Linked DNA regions of Gossypium arboreum: region 2 is linked to region 1. The links are chromatin contacts, called in public Hi-C maps. All regions are on one chromosome and are shown on one strand. The core of a region is the stretch at or near the end of the contact, and the rest is flanking DNA. Distances in the headings are between cores, read along the strand shown. Region 1 overlaps LOC108466045 ((R)-mandelonitrile lyase-like). Region 2 holds the start of LOC108466038.

Evidence for each region. Hi-C and Micro-C count contacts between places; a contact is called where the count stands out from the background.
Region 2: a Hi-C map of leaf shows a contact between it and region 1, with 2.7 times the contacts expected there. The contact joins the promoter of LOC108466038 here to the enhancer-like site in region 1. A contact is called at or near these places in 2 of 5 Hi-C or Micro-C datasets (both in leaf).

Annotation. Positions count from the first base shown.
Region 1 is chr3:46,713,198-46,716,215 of ASM2569848v2, forward strand. LOC108466045 ((R)-mandelonitrile lyase-like) reads left to right here. Exons shown (of 3, transcript XM_017766411.2): 3 at 1-245. Among protein-coding and RNA genes, the nearest start is that of LOC108466045, 3.4 kb to the left of the region's middle. Within about 2 kb of position 1,429, at least 2 of the 2 cell types and tissues checked have an H3K27ac peak or open chromatin away from gene starts, as enhancers often do. A contact at or near this core is called in leaf, where this site is marked.
Region 2 is chr3:46,752,860-46,755,877 of ASM2569848v2, forward strand. LOC108466038 reads left to right here and starts at 1,458. Exons shown (of 8, transcript XM_017766406.2): 1 at 1,458-1,767; 2 at 1,920-2,170; 3 at 2,347-2,418; 4 at 2,902-2,966. The coding sequence starts at 1,925.

The DNA of each region.
Region 1 (3,018 bases), core at 179-2,678:
TACCATGCTGCTTTTGTTTTTTTTTTTTCTTTCTTTTTTTCCTGGAATATTCTTAAAAGCTAGAAAGAATGGAATATTTCAGCGTTTGAATCAGGTAACATTACCCTTATTAAGGTCAGTGCCGTAGTTGGTATGCTATATTATTTTGTTTGATCCTATTTGATTAAAATTGAAGACTTTAGGTAAGGTTTGGTGTTTTCCATATAATATTAATGGAATGTAGTTTATTGGAATGTGATCAGTAACTCAACTTTGCAATGTTTGTTATATACTCAAAAATATTGATTAAAATTTCCAAAATTGCCTTATCAGATTTAATTTATTAAATATTTTCATCGAATGTAATGATAATTTACAAATTTTGTATCAAATAAAACTAATATTTTATATTTAAAATTTTACAATAAAATTTATTAGTAATAAATCTTTGAATTGAATATTTAATAATAATATTTTGAACTTTAGACGTTGATTGCTTAGAATCATTTAATTTTTGTTATCTTCCGTTTTCGTGAGTAGAAATTACTTGACTTCTTTAGAATATGTTCTCTCACTTAGGAAAACCTAGTACGAGCCTTTTAGATTATTGCCAAGCTCAAACATCATAAGTCCGGTGAATATGTTATTGCCATTAATTCCTATCTTATGACACATATTCACCTCACTTCAGAATATTTTAGAAATTTTTTGTTATTACTTCTCGATGGTGTGTCAAATGAAAAGGGTCCAATTAATCCGCCATCTATGCTCAATCCAACGTTATTGTTAACTTAGATATGCTTGATCGATTCTTAAATCTCATTATTTATTGGATCTTTAAATCCATATCTAAACATATCGTCATTCGAAACATCAACTATTGATGGATTGATTGCTTCAAGTCTAATAGGCTTCTAGATGTTGCCCTTATCATTTACAATGACATTACCAAATGAATTGGAAGGGACCTAGGTAGTTCTGTAACCTTACTATTTGGGACCAACCTTTCTTTTATATTTACTCGTTTGCATATCAATACTCATGTCGATACTCTCATCCATAGACATCAACCGATCGGTATTAGGGCACTTCATCATGTCGGGTACAAACAAAATCCCTACTAGAGAATGGGAGAAATTAGGCCAACCCGTGCCTAATGACGATGAAGACTTTAGAGTTGATTTTAATGACATTTCACCTACTACCAAGTAAATATAAATGGATTCGAATAAGTTTATATTTTAAGTCGAGTTAAAATTAATCAAATATAAAATTTATTAATATTTAAGTGGGACCTAATTCTTAACCGGGCGCCGACCTCGACCCCATCCTCCTGTGGTGATGGCGCATGAAATGGAAGCCACTTTTCTGCAGCCTGACCATGAAACTTGGGCTTGAAAGGTATCTCCTTTGCCAGCTCACCCGCCTGCCACTCTTCCAAGCAAATCATGACCTCTCCATTTTCCCTTTCACCGATTTCCACACATAGGCATGGCTTTTATACATGCCTACGGAAAAAGGCAAAAGATGAATTTATCCAACCCAGGAACATAAATTGCTTCTTTTATATCTCTGTTGTTAAACTATGATAATTTTGAATTTATCCCAATTGAGCCCTTCTACAGCATTGCTCTGCAATTTCTTCAATAATCGTTTAATTTATAAATTTGTATTGACACATTTTTATTTTAATTTATATTAAATAAATTCAATTTATATTGAAATAAAATTTTGGTACATATAAAAAGTTATTTAGGTACAACAAAAGCATAAAGATTCGATTAAGAAAAAATATAATTTAAGAGTTGTTTTAATATTTTAACCTAAATAAGAACAAAAAAAAAATCCAATCAAATCCAGTTTGTTGAATTAAGCAATAAGAATTGAATAAGGTCATTGATAATTATGAAAACTACATCAACTCTTTGTCTCTCAGAATTCACATGCCAACTTAATTGCTTGAAGTAGGTTTGAAGTGGGCCATACACATTGCCCTAATTTCTATTATTACCAAACCCTAATATATTAATAATGAACCAACAAAACTAATATTAATTATTATATTATTACAACTATAAATGTATAAACATAAATAGATGTTCTTTTCTTTCGGTAACAACATATATTAATGTTCTTCTTAGAGAAAAAAGAGAAGCTGATAATAAAAATGGAATAAGGTCAATAGTATTGATGTCTTATGGGAAGAAGAAACCAGGTGTTATTTTATAAATTAAATATATTAAGTAATAATAAAAATAAAATCAATTTAATAATTTTACATTAAATGATAAATAGTTACCTACTTATTTATCGTTTTCTTTAAATGATTTTATATTAAGCAAAAAGTTAGTATAGTTATCAAATACAATTAAAAAAAATTTTCATTTTCGATGAAATAAAAATTTCAATGATTTATCAAACACGTTCTAAATTTAAGTTATAAAACATGTTTGATATATTTCTTAAAGTTAACTAAAGAATATATGATTAACTGTCGAAACCTTTTAGGAGATCAACTTTTATTTTAAAAACGAAAACGGAGTCGCCGTCAATCCTTTTTCATTTAGGTGTGATTGGATCACCTCAAAACTTTGTCATTTTAACAAAGCGTTAGATTTACTAAAACGGTAATATTCGGTCTTACAAATCCGGAAAATGAGTTCGGGAGTCGATTACATATGAGGAAGGATTAGCACCCTCATAACGCTCAAAATTGGTACCTAGTTGCATACTTGATGTTTTGATGTCAAAAGTTGAAAATTCGAAGAGAAATTAAAATACAACCCCTCTTTACATGTTTGCGTGATGTTCTTTTTAATTAAAATCACTTAACTAAATTAAATTTTATGAAAATGCCTTATTTCGAGTTAGTTGAGAAGAAAATGTCATGCCCCGTAAGTTAGGACACGATGCTTTGAATCCTCGAAAACAGGAATAATCACCATTTGATCTTTACTTAAATCTCGTTTTTATTGTTTTTTTTAAATAGGATATTCGATTACTTCAGTTTTAGAAAGAGACCATACTCTGTAAGTTAGG
Region 2 (3,018 bases), core at 208-2,707, 40 kb after region 1:
ATTTTAATAATGAACTTTTGGAACTTTTAAAATGGTTGGTTATTATTATTTTTTACTTTGATGCACATTTACTTATCTGCACCTTATTTAGATATAATTATAGTATTTGATTATTGATGCAAATCCAAAATAAAGTTTTGATGGTTAATATGCTTAATTATACTTTAACTTAAGTATGTTGGATTAAGAGAATTGTGATGAGGGGAAACTATGGTTGTTACATTGATTAGCTTATTGGTTTACATGGTTTTGTTCAAAAGTTTCCAAAAGGGATATTGTTGAAGTAAGTTTTTGAAGTAGTTGTCTATGTGGCAATAGAATTGTCCACTTTAGTCATCATTGTGACGACCAATTTAGTTGTCTTACTTGAATGTTGGCAATTTTTGAAAACAAAATATTGGGCTATAATCGATGTTGATATTATTGAAGTATACAAGCTTGTCAATGAAGATAAATTCATTTCGAGAAACACATTTTGAGAATTGAATAGTATAAGATCTTACATATCAAACCCCTTGCTTTTATGGAGATTGAATCAAGAGCACTAAAGATGTATCTTTCAATAGTCCACTTTGGTCTTAATTAGTATATTATTTTAACTATTTTAGCTGCTATTTAATAAGGATTTGAATTGTAGTACCTCTAGTATGTTAGTAAGTCTTGAATTTTTATATATTTATGAGATGTATATGTTTATATACAAAGTATTGAAAGCACTTATTGGTTTATAGAGAGACATTTTTTTCTAAAGTGCATTTGAGATAGTAAAACCAGTTTGTTTTCTGGTTTTACAACTTAAGTTTTTGGTGGAAAATTTAGATATGAGAAATCTAGTCTTTGGATAGTGAGCTTACTATACTGGAGTGTGATAGGACTCAAGTCACTTCTTGTATTGAGTTTAAGGATAATGGATTTATCTCACCGATCCATGCTCTGAGATGTAGGGAAACTGAAACATGTAAACAATTTTTTGTTGTATGTTTTTATTGTGTTACGCAATGCAACCAAAGGTGCCTACTTTCGTTGTCACTTACATTCAGATTTTGTTTTATTAGCATATTAACAACTTATTCAGCTCAATAATTTTTCAATCGAGGTTATTTTTAGTTGACTCGTGATATTAACTCAATCAGCCAGGGGTTTAAATAATAGTATAGAAACATTGATTATACTAGTAAAATTGAGGTTTTAAGCTTTATTAATGGTATGCATTGAAATCTAATCATTTGTAATTTTTATTAGTTTTATTTAAAATGTAAATAGACAAAAGTATTATTTAAAAATATAATTTATTTAAAATAGGTGAGTATAGTATAATAAATTTTCAATTGAGTTATACTAACAAACTCAATTAGTTAGAGATTTAAATAATAATATAGATAATATGGATAAAATAATTGAATTAATGTTTAAGAGGAAGTTGCCAGTTTCAACCGCCAACACCAGTCGAAAGCCACCGAAATAAGAGAGAAGTGTTAGGTAACGCGCAATGGCATTGCGACTTCTAAATTCCAAAAATACCCTTAGAGCCGTTTGCATTGACGTCAGCGTGTCTCTCACCCTCGAATCCTCTGCTAAACTCATAAATTTGGAAAAGAAAAAAGATAAAAAGAATAAAATCCTACAAAGAAAAACTACAATCGTTGGAAATTTAGAAAGGAAACAAAGAAGCGTTCGCAGCAAAAGAAGCTTAATTAGAAAATTTCTCCCCGATTTCTTCGTTACTTCCCTTCATCCAACATAAATTCCCCATTTCGTCCGCTAAAGGTAATTTTTTTTCAAAGAATTATTTTCCCTCATTTTCCAATTTGGAAACCTCCGACTCGCTGCTCTTACTCAGCGCGATTACGGGGTTTTTTATTTTATTTTTTGGATTGAATTAAGCAATGAAAATTGAAAATATTTTGTTAACTTTGCAGAAATTATGAGTGATCACCTGGTTTTGTATGTGGATCGTCTGGTGAGGCCGGTGCCGTTACAGCCGGTGGAGTCGGAGGCTGGTCCCTCAACGGAGATTTCGGGCCCATCCTGCTCGCCCAAGGAAAAGGAGATCTTCCGTGGAGGCGGCGAAGAGGAGCCGCTCATTCAAACGGCGGAGTGTCGCATTTGCCAGGAGGAAGATTCCGTTGAGAATCTTGAGACCCCTTGTACCTGCAGCGGCAGCCTCAAGGTAATATTATTATTATTATTAAAAAATTGATTAAGAATTTTTTTTAATATAAAGTGTATTATCTAGAGCTTTCTAGATTCCGCTTGCAGTTTAATGAACCTCGTAAAATTAAGCTAAATATCGAAATTAGCATTACTTGCTTTGATATTATTAATGCCATCTGTTTTAAATTGCAGTATGCGCATAGGAAATGCGTGCAACATTGGTGCAACGAGAAAGGAGATATCATTTGCGAGATATGTCATCAGGTATATGCTTGCCTTAATGTCCCTTATTTTGATATTGTTATTTTGTTTTAGAGACATGCATTGCCTGCTGCAGCTTCATTTCATCCTTTTAATTTGTCATAAGATTTTCAACTAGCGCCTGTAGGCCCTTTTGTGTCTGTAAGAAAAGAAAGTTTGTGGCTTTTGAAGTAAGCGGTTGCAAATGAGTGTGGAATAGGGTGATCAAGTATCATCTGCTTTTAGGAAGAATATTAATAAACCATTTGATTGATGGGAAAAGGCCTTGTTTCGTTATTCCTGGTTTATCATGCAGTTTTCCTTTCATAGTTCTTTTTACTTCTCAGAATTTATCACGATAGTGGTTAAATATGAGCAACTTTTTGGTCAGACACAGTATGGATTTTAATCATGATGTTAAATTCTTACTTCTTGTTCAGTGGCTATTGATTATTGGTTGTTTTGACTCCTTGCTGATGTAGTCTATCCTTTTAATTTGCTGTGCAGCCTTATCAACCTGGTTATATCGCTCCACCTCGCCCCCAAACTGAAGAAACCGCTATTGATATTGGGTAAGTTAGATGGTCTCACATGTAAGACATTTCTATGCTATGGTTGGTATTT